Linked DNA regions of Mus musculus: regions 2, 3 and 4 are each linked to region 1. A link is a contact called in public HiChIP or PLAC-seq and promoter capture Hi-C data. All regions are on one chromosome and are shown on one strand. The core of a region is the stretch at or near the end of the contact, and the rest is flanking DNA. Distances in the headings are between cores, read along the strand shown. Region 1 holds the start of Fktn (fukutin). Region 2 holds the start of Mexis (macrophage expressed LXRa(NR1H3)-dependent amplifier of Abca1 transcription lncRNA). Region 3 overlaps Gm12496 (a long non-coding RNA gene). Region 4 holds the start of Lexis1 (a long non-coding RNA gene).

Region 1 (3,168 bases), core at 317-2,816:
GGGAACCCCAATTGAGAAGATGCCTCCACAAGACTAGACTGTAGGCAAGCCTCCTGTAGAGAATTTTCTTAAGTTGTGATTTGATGTGGGAGGGTCCAGCCCATTATGGGTGGTGTCATTCCTGGGCTGGTGGTCCTGGGTTCTACAAGAAAGCAGGCCAAACAAACCATGAGAGCAGGTAAACAGCATCCCTCCATGGTCACTGCATCAGCTCCTGCTCCAGGTTGCTGCCCTCAGTGCTTTGGATGATAAACTGTAATCTAAAACTTAGCAAACCAAACCCTTTCTTCCCCAGTCACTTTTGGTCATGGTATTTCACCACTGTAGTATTAGCTCTAACTAAGACAGTGAGTAAAGCCTTTCCCTCAAGAGGCAAGTGACTAACTGCTTGGTTGAGAGCATTTACCCAAGGCTGGTCTGTCGATCATTATGCAGCTCTGTTTCCTAGTGCTTTTTTTTTTTTTTGTCTTGGCCTCCAAAGTGCTGGTATTACAGGTGTGTGTTACCATGGTTGGCTCACAGGCTGACTTTTACTTAATGGAAATCTTCAAACTAGAAAGACTGGAATATCATTCTTTATAGCCGAGAAAGCTTGAGACATACAAGAAAGCGGCTTGCCTTGTACTACCTGAGAAATTGGCGATCGTGATGAAATCTGAATTCAGTTCTCTGGACGACTTTTATCTAAAGCTTTTAACTACCCGGCCCCATTTTTATCAAATCTTTCCCGATATTCCCCAACTGATAATGTAAACGGAAGACAGGAACGTTCCTACATGCAGTTATCTCGCATCGCTAACCGCGCCCACCTTATCATTATTATTGTTACTTATTATTATTACCATCGTCATCATACTATTAAGCATAGTGAGCACTCCTTCAAACGAACTAAGAATGACTACTGAGGAGTCTAAGAAGAGAGGAAAGCGACTGGTAAGCCAACCACCACCTCTCTTCGAAGCAGTTGCAGCAGGCTGCTTGCTGTACACAGAACTTGGCTTTGGCGCAGCATCAAAGTCCTTCTCAGGTGGAACCCTCCCTGGGCGGCTGCCCTGCCAACCCCCTTCCTTTCCCTGTAAGTTCATGCCACGGCGTCGGATGCACTCAGAGCAGCAGCAGGCTGCATCAGTTCCTCCCCGGCGGAGCCACCTTGGCATGCATTGGTCCTCACACCTGATCGGTCTCCCCGCATCGTCCGCTCTCGCCAACCAGCTCAAGCGTCACTGTCCCAGCCCGGCCTCTTAAGCGTCTCCATGAACCTCCAAAATCGAACCCTCGCGGGTCAGGACGATCAACGGACAGCATGGGCGTGTGGGAACGATCTGTCGCCGGGACAGCGGGGACGGCGGCAGCAAGCTCGTGCACGGACTGCGGCCGACCTCGGACTCCTCCCCGCCGCCGTAGGGAGGGTACCCCAAAGGTGGACGACCGCTACTCAGGGTATACCAGTAGACCAGCGACAGTGCCTGAAGGAACCCGCCCACGCCCAGGCTCGGCTACCCGGCCCCGGTGCCCTCATCTTACCTAACTCTAGAGCTGCGGCGGAGGCCTCGCTTTACGGCAACTGTCGCAAAGAAGCGGTCAAGCGCGCAGCGGCGTACGCTGGCTGTTGCTTTGTTCTCCGAGCGCTCCTATTAGTGTGGCCTATTTGGCCATCAGAAATCTGCAATCAGCCGTCCCTCCGGCAGTGCCCTGAGGCTGCCTGGAGTTTAGAGAAAAAACAGAACTGTCCCCCGTAGTGTACGGCTCATCAGACAGAGCGCAGAAAGTGCAAACCTAGGGTGGATAACGATTCTTTTTCTCCCTCCCTCCCTCCCTCCCTCCCTCCTCCCCCTTCTCCTCTCTCTACATTCTGCTATTGGGGACAGAATGGGGAAGAGCACTATGTAGTGATGCAAGTACTCATGAAGTTGAGGTGCCTACTTGACATCCAGGTCTAGAAGATGCGATCTTCCAGTTTGGGGCTTGAAAGAAATATAGATGCTTCTGGGCCTGGCACCTAGCATCTTTGCTTTTAGCAGAGCCATTTAAAGAGTTATTGGCAAGGAGCAGATGTGGATTTTGATAGGAATTTTTGAAAATTAAAAAGCACTAAAGAAATTATTGTAATTTTACGTTCTTTCTACGAAAATTACTAACGGCGTATAGAAAAAAATGAAATAATTTACCTACGCACCCCGTTCTATATCATTTAGCTCAGACTGGCCTTAAATTCTACTCAGCCAATATGGTGTTCAACTGATCCTACACATCTTCCACATCTCAAGTGCTGAGATAACAAGTGTGCATCGCCATGCTTGTCTTAAAACAGAATTTTTCAAAAAGTTGTGATGGAATGTGGCTGTATCAAAAATTTCTATTGTCTGACATGCCTACAATTCAAGTATTTGGGGGGCCAAGGCAAGAGGATCTAGAGTGAGCTCTTGTCTTTAAACACATGCAAACGCACATGCACGCACGCACACACACATGCACACATGCACACAATATAATTGATGCCTATTGGAGTACTAAGAGGTGATATTTTAAAAGATATTAGGAATGCTTATTATGCTCAACTATGTCTGGAAATTATAAGGAGGAAAAAAAAAAACTTCCCGGGTTTTAGAAGTGAATAGATTTCAAGTGCATAGTAAATATTATCCTGCATAAACCTTGCAGGAGGCAGAGGACTAGCCAGCTTTCTAGCCAGTTTTCTGATTTGAGCTAAGTTTAAGTTTAGATCTCACTGTTTTCCCTATATAAGCACAGTCATAATGTGCCATCTACATTATCAAGTTTCTGTTTCTATAAAGTGGACTGGGATTTAGAGGAAGGGATTTAGCACCCTTCAAAGAAAATTGACAATCCTTTTGGTTATCCTAGATTTAACTTGTCAGCAATTTTTTTTGAAACTTACTTCTAAATTTTCCTCTACTTGCAAGTAACCTTATTCTTTTTAATATAAACTTACAAAGTAAAAGCCCTGCTTACACCGGAAGTTGGACAATAACCAGGTAAGCACGCTGACATCGATGGTCCTTGTTGATGGGTTGAATGTGAAATGCTCCCCAGACGCTTCTGTTGGAATCCCTTGTCTCCAGGCAGTTTTAGAACCTTGGAGGGGTAGGATTCTGACACCCTGGAGGAAGTGGGCCATTAGAGAGGTCAGACATTAAGGATTACAGC
Region 2 (3,074 bases), core at 76-2,575, 440 kb after region 1:
GCTTTGGCAAGACAGGCCCTTTCACTTGCCCTATTTACTGATGATATAGATTTTGGTGTGGCCAAGTCAGAGGCCTGGATCTGTGTCTGGTTGACATCTGAGCTGAGCCGCCCATCAGCTTTCCCTTATTTGAACCACCCGGGCAAGGTCTCCAGCAGGGCTCCAGTTAGACCACACAATGTTGCCATTCTGGCTCTGCTTCCTTGCCCACTGCCCACCCGATGGATCCTGAAAGGCAATCGAGGCAGGAATTCCAGGGGCTGCCGAACACGACATTATAGGGAGAAGGAAGTTTAACCTGGCTACTGGGTTATGTGACCTCCGGGGAGGGAGACAAAGGTGGGGGTGCGGGGCCACATGCAGGCCTGGGGCAAGGGTGAGCGATCCTACTCCTGCTGATTTTTGGAAAAGATTTCCGGGGTTTCCGTGTGTTTGACCCCACTCTTGCTCAGGGTGGGCTCCCCTTTTCCCAGAGCTCCCGACCTCACACAATGTTGTCATTGGTAGGAGGCAGAGTCAGCTTTCTTGTTCTCATGCCCTCGGGCTAGCTCACCCTCACCCAGGACTCGAGAGGCAGCTCCACTGTGCTGTGCAGTCAAGCTACAGGGCCCACTCTTCCAAGTGTGCAGCCGAGAGGCTGAGAAAGCTCTCCCAATCTCACACCCTCAGCTCATGCGTGCCTTTGCCTTCAGGGCCAGCTCCACTGGATCTGCCCGGAGAGGTTCAGGGCCTGCTCTTCACTCTCATGACCTTAGTGACAGCTCTCTCAACTCTCACAGGTGGTGAGGGGTGAGGCAAGGGAGGTCATCACCCCGTACCCACGCCACCTCCTGGCAGACTAGTCACGGGGCCAGCTCGCCTGCACTCGTGCCCACGGCCGACTCACCTGTGCTCCCGTCACCAAGGCCAGCTCCACTGTGCTGCCCAGGCAAGATATGGGGCCCACTTTCCCAAGTGCTGCAGGTAGCAAGGTGCAGGGCCAGTTCACTTGCTCTAATGACCCCAGGGTCGGCTTTCCAGACTGTCTCAGATGGTGAAGAATGGGGTGGGGGGGGGGTGTCAGATCGTTTAGAAGGCTGCCTTCACTGATAGTTTTCTTTCACTTCTGTTGGAATCCTAAAGTTTAGAAGAGAGAGAGTGCTGTTGACATTTTGTATTGGGGCTTGAGCTCAAAACTGAGAAACTAAAGGGAAAAAAAGTACATAGCTGGGTGTGGCGGTACAGATGTGTCTTCCCAGCACATGCGCAGTGGAGGCAGAAAGATAGCGTTGAGGTCATTAACTATACACTGGGCTTGAGGCCAGGCTGGGTTATATGAAACCATGTCTGAAAAGGAAGTTGAAGAAGACAAAGCAGGAGGAAGAAGAGAGAGGGAAGGAGGAGGAGAGTACATTTAAAACTTCTCAAGAGAAACCCTGACGCCCAGAGGCCTGCCCACCACATGGCCCGCCTGCAGCAGGAACCACTACAATGTGCAAGTATGTGGTGGAGAGATGGGAGAGAGAGAAAGGGAAGTGGATGCATTTGAACACATGGAAGAGAGGAGGAACTGGAGACTCACGGGTGGAGAGGAATAATCTGGTGTGAGTAGCCTGCCCTGCCTCCTGGGGCCATGGTGAAGTCCCAGCCCGTGCTGCCGCTGACGGCCACGTCTGCATCCATGGTCATTGGCAGCAGTGGGGTCTGTGTTGATATTCACTGCTCATATTGCCACCAAAGGCCAAGGAGACATCCCTGGTCTGGGTTGCTCCCTGGGACCATGTTGATGTCCAAGGGCTGTGCAGAGCTATAAGGGCCCCATCCCTTACAGGCTATAGCACTTGGGAGAGCGGTTCCTGTACCACTCCTGGGTAGCACAGAACAGCTGGCCCTGGTGGCAGGAGAGTGGTTGAGCTGGCCCCAAGGGCGTGAGAGCTGGCAAGCTGGCCCTGCCCTTGTCAGCTGCAGCACTCAGTAGAGTGAACCCCATACCTTGCCTGGGCAGCACAGTAGAGCTGGCCCGGGTGGTGTGGGGGTGGGTGAGCTGGCCTCAAAGGCATGAAAGCAGGTGAGCTGGCCCTGCCCTTGCCAGCTGCAGCATTGGGTGAGCTAGCTGGGTCAGTGCTGGAGAGCTGGTCCTGGTGGTGAGAGTTCAGGAGAGCTGGTGGGCTGACCAACTCAGCTACCACCCAGGCCCAGATCCAGGGCTTTGAGTTGGCCGACCCCAACATCTACCCCATCTATGAACTGCTGGAACTCATGAAGGATTGATCTGGCAGATCCAAAACTGCAGGATCTCCACGACACAGGGCAGCAACAGGATATCTGAGAGGAGTCCCAGTATTGATCCAATATCGATAGAATAACAAAAGCCAGAGGCCTCTAACGAGACTGTCAATGACTCATTGCAATGAACATTTGCAGGTAAAGATGTGTGGGCAAAAGCATATGCTATGTGACACACTATAGATTCCCTGATGAGATTTTTCTATTTTTTTATTTCTTTTTCTTTTCTTTCTCTCTTTCTTCCTTTTTTCTTTCTTTTTCTATCTTCTTTTGTTGTTGTTTTTTCTTTCTTTCCTTCTTTCTTTGTAGGACAGTTGCTAGGGCAGAGGGAAGAGACGAAGGGACAGGGAAGTGAGTGGGACCGTGGTGTCTGATGCTAAAGAATCGTCATCAATGCACCCCAACCCCACAAAGAATCATTAAAAGTGCCAAAAATAAAAGACTTTTCAATGGGAAAGTACAAGAAACACCTTCCTTAAGAGCCTCCATTCATTAATAGAGGTTGATTATAAGGATTATATGATACATACTTACGGTGTGAAACATTAATTTCAGCTTCCTCTACCCCATTCCAAGCCCCGCCATTTCTCCTTTGGCTGTTAAGATGTATTGATGTGAAATGAAGGCCTTGCAGCTTCAGGTGACAAGATGGCCAAGTGCAGGCTCGTAGCAGCCATTAACAAGAGCTAGAGGACAGGACAAATCAACCAAGCGTAGCTGGTTTGTGTCTCACTCAGTCTCTCAACTGAAACTGTTTTGGTTTAAGAAAGAGACATGATCAAAGCTCATTAAGAAAAGTCCGTTGATGA
Region 3 (3,196 bases), core at 484-2,983, 330 kb after region 1:
GCTTGGTTGCCAAATGGAAACACAGAGATAAAGGCGAGACAGAAAAAAAGTCAGGTCTGATAGGAAGGTAAGGGGTGCAGCCACAATCCACGGAGAGGAAGTAATGGGTAGCTATCAGTGAGTGACTTGGTGGCTGCCCTGGGACTCTTCCTCTTTTTATGGAGTCATGTCCCAGTTGTGGCCACCAGAGTGAATGAGTGAAGACGTATACCAGTTTTACACTAAATGTGCCTGGAGGGTTTATGGTCCATGGGAAGCCAGCTGGTGGCACAGAAGCAAGCAGGCAACGAAATGTTTCAGAGTTACCCAAAAGTAATAAGCCTTTCCCCACAAAGTTTCTAGTAGGTTATTTTTTTTTCACTGTAATATCTTCTTCACTCTCTGCCCGAATTAGCATCTACTTCCTATGGAAGATTAACAGCCATGTCCTGTAAGTGGGACTGTCACCAAGAAGGGTGGAAAGAGAATCCTCTCTTCCTTTTCTCCGAGGGACCCATTTACAAGCTGCTCTCCATGTGGCTGCTTGGCACCTTGGGTCCCAATGAGTCAGGAGAGATGCGTGGATTCTTCTGACATCCTGGAGCCAAGCATACAGTAAGCATACTCCTTCCCCAACTGGGACCTTCAGAACCACAGTCTTAAATACCAGACAGGAGAGGAGTATGGCTTCCAGACTCCTTAAACAAGTGGTCAGAAAGGTCCCCCATGATGAGGGAGCACGGACCTACCTTCAGCTGCCTCTACTCTTTAAAACAAAATATAACATGCTAGAGACTAAGAAGAGGCAGATGGGCTGCACGGGTCTCAGGCTGTATGCTGGAATAGACTGGAATAGAGCCACTAAGTCCAGTTTTGCTTAAGTGGATTGCTTTAGTTGAAGGCAGAGGAGGGGCGGCTGCCTTTGATGCTCTCAAGTTCCACGGTGTTCATTTCCTACAAGAGTACCTTAGGCAGGACAAGAAAGAGTAGCCTTGAGGGGTCCAGGACAGAGTAGAGACATTCTAGTGTCACAAGTTTTTGTTTTGCTTAATCATTATCAGGAAATAAAACTACACTGATGAATCCAACGCTCTTTCGCACTGTGTGACAATACTATTTTGTCACAGAAAATTAAATTGCCTCCTCTTCTCTCTCTCCTTCCTTCCCTTCTTCCCTTCTCCTCCCTCCCCTTCCCTCCCCTTTCCCTTCCTTTCCTCCTCTTTCCCCTTTTTTTCTTCTCATAGTGGGTTGGGTGTTGAACTCAGAACCTGGCACATGCTATCATTTAGTTGTGTTCTCTAGCAAATAAAATTTTCTCTCAGCTCACATTTCTGGAACTCTTGGGGGAGAGTTTGTAAACACAGCAAACCCCCAATTTAGCTGATCTCCTACAGTCTTCAGTAGCACTTGGACCCCGTCCTTTTGTTTTTCTTGACTGAAGTAGCTGGCACCGTTGAGTTGGCTAGCCATGCCTACGGTTCCCTGTGGAATGACAGTTTCCTGGGTCACTCCTTCCAGGCAGCCACACCCACGCATGCTCACTGAATGCAATTGTGCAAGCCCTGAACTTCTGACCTACATAGCTATTAGCTATGGGGGGGAGGGGGTGTCTTTTCAAGGCATACAGTGCAACAACAGAAAATGGGCACATTCGCGAGTCTTCCTCCTTTATTTCTCTGAAGCAACCAGAGAAAACCCATCGCTCAACTGTGGCTCTAGTGAACTGTGTCCCAGAAAGGAGCACCCATACTGCCCTCTGCTGTTTGCTTTTGATAAGACAGGTACTTGTGAGTGAACCACCTTTTCTGAGATGTGGGCAAGTAGAAGTTGTGGAAATATTGATGCCAACCTGGTATAGGAGTCTCTTTTCTTTGGAAGTAAACAAACATTCAACACAACAGTCCTACGTCCAAAACTCTTAGTGACAGGGAGAAATGAGCACACACAGCAAGGCATATGAGTGACAGGAAAAGGAACAGGGACCACCAGGGAAGATCGCTGATTGGAGACCAGCACCTTCCACTGCCCAGTTTATTTTTCACCCAGGCTTGCTGGGAGCTCAGAAGTATTGTACAGAAACCAGCTCTCTGTTAGCTCTAGGGCCCATGACTGAAGCCTGGAAGCCTGGAAGCTTGGAGAAGGTCCTGGTGAAGAGAAAGCTTGTTTCAGTTTCCATAGAAAATTATCTTCAATACCCCCCCAGTCCCCCCGTCCCCCCCCCTGCCGCGGTGAGCATAGACCCACATGTACCCCACACAAGGCTTAAAGGTTTCTGTGAGCCAGGCAAGCTCAACCGCGTCTTTACAGCCTTGTCTTTCATCTTTACAACTCTGCCTTCCGTCTTTACAGCCCTGCCTTCTGACTTCATAGGCCCAGCACCTCAGAGACTAGCAGGGCCTGAAGAGCTATATTTTGGGGGAATTATTGAGATTATGTTTATTGATCCAGTTTCATGCTGGACCAGGACAACATATGTTCACTTGACAGTTTTTTAATATTCATTCAGAAGTCAAGCAGGAGGGACCAGGCACTTTTGAATGTCCTCCTCATGACAACCTTGTGAGGTAGACCCCAATATTACCTATCACATGACAGAGACTAAGAAACAGGAAATAGTTTGTCTGATTGTAGAATTGGAATTTGAGTCAAACTTACAATTTATAAATGGCTTCCTTTCTTCCTTCCTTCCTTCCTTCCTTCCTTCCTTCCTTCCTTCCTTCCTTCCTTCCTTCCTTCTTCCCTCCCTCCCTCCCTCCCTCCCTCCTTCCCTCGCTCCCTTCCTTTGTTCTTCTTCTCTCTGTCTATGTCTCTCTCTCTGCTGTGCTGGAGATCAGCTCAGGGCTTAGTTTGCTCTATACCAGAGTTCATTGAACAACCCCCTGACCCTTCTTTTATTGAGACAAAACCTCACTGTGTATCCTACAGGATAGGTGTCAGGCTGGAAACCCCAGAGTGTTGGTATGACATGGAGTTCAAAGCTGAAGGTCGACTGCTGGCTTTAAAAGACGAGGGTTTGTTTCCCTTGACCTTCACATTATGGAGGGCAATCTGTTTTACTCAAAGTTCACTGATTTCATTGTTCATCTCACCCAAAAACACCCTCACAGGAACAGCCAGAATATCATTTGCTCAAATGTTTTGGGTCCAGCAAGCTGATACATTAAAAATTAACATTTAATTAAAATTAAAAAATCACAGATGATAAAATTGACTCTGA
Region 4 (3,170 bases), core at 388-2,887, 500 kb after region 1:
ATTTCCTGTGATAACAAAGGAGAAAATCTACAGATGGTTTTCCAAGCCACCTCTACTAACCCCCAGCAAGTGTTGGATCTGAAGACCCAGAGCCATGGGAGGCGCTGAGTTTCGGCTTTTCACTTGTTGTAGGAGGTGGGGAATCACTTTCTTAGAGCCTCAGTTTTATCCTCCGAAAACCAGCGATCAATTATTGCACAAGACTCGAGAGGGTCACAGGAGAATTCAATTATAACCATCCAGCTCAGGGTTCAAGTATGTTCAAAGCTCTCAGCATGTGGGACTCTCAACAGGGTAATGATTCAAGTTCCAGGCAGCCATCTTCTTGCCAATGGCAACAGAGGCATCCAACAGCCTCCACGTCTCCCCTGGTCACCTCAGCAAGGCATGCAGACAGGGTTACTTTCGGGCAAGGGTAGCCCAATTGCAGCCTTTGTTTTAATCAGCCTGAGCAGCAACTCAGTGGAGGGCCCATGAGGCGGTGACATTCCAACTCCCTGAGACACTCAAGGGAGCAGATTCTTGGAAAGAGATGGGAGTGGGAGGAGGCTGGCCCACTTCTATTTCCTTTCCTCTGTCTCCAAGGCTCCTTCAGGAAGGGAGGACACCTGCTGCTCTCTCCAGCTCTTTGCAATTCTGAGGAATAGCCCAGAATTAAGGGATAGACAGAAGTAATAAGAGTGGGATCAGGTCCCTGCCCTCCCCTCCTGTCTGATATGCTTCTAGCTACATAGGCAACTGTAATGGGAAGGATGCTAATGGCTTCCACCAAGCCCAAAGATGGGGAGACTCCCAGATGTCTATAACTGCTCTGACCTTACAAGAAAAGCCACTGTTCGTATACTCTCCCGGCTCCCTCTCCTCTTTTTCTCTCTCATTGCTCTCTGAGCAGAAGGTGAGATGCCAGTCTGTGGGCCAGCCAGTCCTTTGATCTTGGCTTATCAGTGGGAAATTTACTGGTATTGTGGCACAGCAGTTTGAGCAGACTGTGCCAGACTCAGTACAGGATTTCCAGGGGAAGCAAGGCATTCTCCGCCTTCGGTGCTTACCACCTGTTTTCAGCGATGGACACATTCCAGACTGGGTGCCAGTTAGGGCTGCTGAATGGATATAAAAGCCCTCGTGTTGGGGAACGTCACAAACAAGCAGTCACTTCAGCCTGCCAGACACAGTGACAGCTTCTCTTTGAGACGCCTGGGGTTGAAAAAAACTCTAGCTGTTCTTTTATGAGCTCACTCCAATAAACAGCAAATTTATCAAGTGTGAGCAGTATTTCTGCCCTCAATGAACGAAGAACCCAAAGGGTAGCAGGTACCTTCATCAGAAAGGATAGAGTAACTTCTTATCGGAGGTCTTGCCAAAACGCACTCTATTTACCTGTTATTTACTCTGGAGCAGGTTTCTGGAACTCCCTGGGTCTCAGTTTCCTTTCTCATTACTTCAACAGATCTCTAAATTTAAAAAACGCAAGTGACGCTTTCCACATCATAGTAGCCATATTAAATAGTATGCCATAACTGTTTTTCTCCACCCCTTGCACAATTCCAGGTCCTCATTTGTTTACAGAGTGCCAGTTGCCAAGTTCTCCAAATCTCCTCCATTCGGGCATCCTTACATTACTTTAGCTCAGGCATCATCCACAGAAGTAAGTGCTTGCTTAAAGAAACTTGCTGCGTCTGGAAGGGCACAGGACAGGTCCTGCAGCAGGCCTGCCTGGGCCTTGGCCCAGCGGTGCCTGCTAGTTACCTTTCACCTACTTCTGCAGCGGCAGCCTAGCGGGGTAACTCCAGGTCAGACTTGGATCTCTGCGCGCCTGCGCAGAGCTGGCTGCCGGCTGCAGCTAAGCATCCCTAACGTTGTTTCTTTTTTCTTTCTTTTTTGGTGGTGGTTTCTGCTACTCTCGGAAATAAAGGCTGTGGGCCTTGCGGACGTGCTTTGATTTCTGTGTGGGCACGGTCCCAGGCCGGAGAGGGTAACCTGGACCTCTTCCCAAAGTTGTCACCTACCGCTAACACCCCCAGGCGCCCCATCCTTCCCTTCCCCCATTTCTGGACTTTCCGCTCCCCTCTCTCCCACAGCTTGGGGCTGCCCATCTCCTCGCCCCCAACCCCGCCCTGATCACTGCCCCTGGAAAAGAGCAAGGCTGACTCCGGAGCTAGAGAGGAGCACATTCGAGCGAGAAGCTACGTGGGTGCAAACAACACTCCAGTTTCTGCCCGGGAGGAGCCGGATCTAACAACTAGGTTGCAACCAGAGGAATCGCGCTAGTTGAAGGCGTCTAGGCTGCCGTGCGCCTCGGGGTTACTGCCGGGCATCGCGCGGGCGGGGCGGGCGCTAGGAGGGGCATGTCCTCGGCCTCAGGAACCATCATAATGGAAACACTCATAGGCATCTGGAGAGGTCTGAGGCTCTCATCCACACCAGCCTCGACGATAGGAGTCTGTGGTGGTCCTTCTGTTCTAGAAAGTGCCCTCTTTCCTGGCATCCCAAAAATCTGGGAGGGTCAAGGAGAAACTGATTTTCAAAAATACCCTTTCCTGCAGGAGTTCAAGCCCCTACCTACCGACCGACCTGTGGTCTCTGAAGTTGGACAATGCTCCCCAACAGGTGCAAACAGAATACCTGTTTGACCGGGCTTTGTCTCTAGGTAAGGTGAAAGGACTATGCTGCGCCCTTACATCTCTGGGTTAAGCATCGTTAACAGTAGAACTTGGTAGTTCATCTGATGGTCCCTGGGCTTTTTAGCATTGGAGGTGAGCAACTCTACAATTTTCAGCCCGTTGTGTCATGTTGCCCCTCTGTCCCACAAGACCTCCAGGGAACAGTGCTAAGCTGAATTAATTACCTTCAAAGTGAGGCCTGTGTTGTGTGAGTGGACATTTTGAGGTCTGCTAGGTTTTTTTGAAAGATGACAACTTTTCGGGACATTACATTGAGGCAAAGTATGTAGTTCATTCCCCCCAAAGAAAGGACAGATTCACAGGCACACACCTTTTATTTTCTTACTCTGCCATAGCCTCCGTACAGTATCCAGTCAGTTGATAATAGACTCATCCTCACATGATACAAGAAAATGTGTGGTTGGTGGGAATAAGGGTCTTATGCTTTCTTTTTAATATGAATATATTTTAAAGAAACTCTTGAAGGTATGGGTGTCTCATGAGAAACAA

Evidence for each region. Promoter capture Hi-C pulls out the DNA fragments that hold promoters and counts their contacts. HiChIP or PLAC-seq counts read pairs in DNA pulled down with a chosen protein or histone mark. Capture Hi-C pulls out chosen DNA fragments and counts their contacts.
Region 2: a contact with region 1 is called in a promoter capture Hi-C map of hematopoietic stem and progenitor cells. The contact joins the promoter of Mexis here to the promoter of Fktn in region 1. A contact is called at or near these places in 14 of 39 promoter capture datasets (the 3T3-L1 cell line, the C10 cell line, cranial neural crest and 9 more) and 1 of 484 Hi-C or Micro-C datasets (pre-B cells).
Region 3: an H3K4me3 HiChIP or PLAC-seq map of bone marrow-derived macrophages shows a contact between it and region 1, with 5 times the contacts expected there. The contact joins the enhancer-like site here to the promoter of Fktn in region 1. A contact is called at or near these places in 13 of 39 promoter capture datasets (the 3T3-L1 cell line, the C10 cell line, cranial neural crest and 8 more), 2 of 484 Hi-C or Micro-C datasets (the G1E-ER4 cell line and embryonic fibroblasts), 3 of 115 datasets of contacts at active chromatin or transcription factors (astrocytes, bone marrow-derived macrophages and stem cell-derived neural progenitor cells) and 1 of 9 other capture datasets (adipose tissue).
Region 4: a promoter capture Hi-C map of liver shows a contact between it and region 1, with 3 times the contacts expected there. The contact joins the promoter of Lexis1 here to the promoter of Fktn in region 1. A contact is called at or near these places in 3 of 39 promoter capture datasets (frontonasal cranial neural crest, hippocampal neurons and stem cell-derived epiblast-like cells), 2 of 484 Hi-C or Micro-C datasets (CD4 T cells and rod photoreceptor), 1 of 115 datasets of contacts at active chromatin or transcription factors (embryonic stem cells) and 3 of 9 other capture datasets (adipose tissue, embryonic stem cells and liver).

What each region holds. Positions count from the first base shown.
Region 1 is chr4:53,712,552-53,715,719 of GRCm38.p6, reverse strand. Fktn (fukutin) reads right to left here and starts at 1,566. Exons shown (of 10, transcript NM_139309.5): 1 at 1,525-1,566.
Region 2 is chr4:53,268,483-53,271,556 of GRCm38.p6, reverse strand. Mexis (macrophage expressed LXRa(NR1H3)-dependent amplifier of Abca1 transcription lncRNA) reads left to right here and starts at 1,325. Exons shown (of 2, transcript NR_033139.1): 1 at 1,325-1,478.
Region 3 is chr4:53,383,383-53,386,578 of GRCm38.p6, reverse strand. All of the region lies in intron 2 of Gm12496 (a long non-coding RNA gene), which reads left to right. Among named protein-coding and RNA genes, the nearest start is that of Gm12496, 19 kb to the left of the region's middle. Within about 2 kb of position 1,733, at least 72 of the 459 cell types and tissues checked have an H3K27ac peak or open chromatin away from gene starts, as enhancers often do. A contact at or near this core is called in adipose tissue, bone marrow-derived macrophages, liver and 1 more, where this site is marked.
Region 4 is chr4:53,216,828-53,219,997 of GRCm38.p6, reverse strand. Lexis1 (a long non-coding RNA gene) reads left to right here and starts at 1,637. Exons shown (of 8, transcript XR_390567.4): 1 at 1,637-2,647.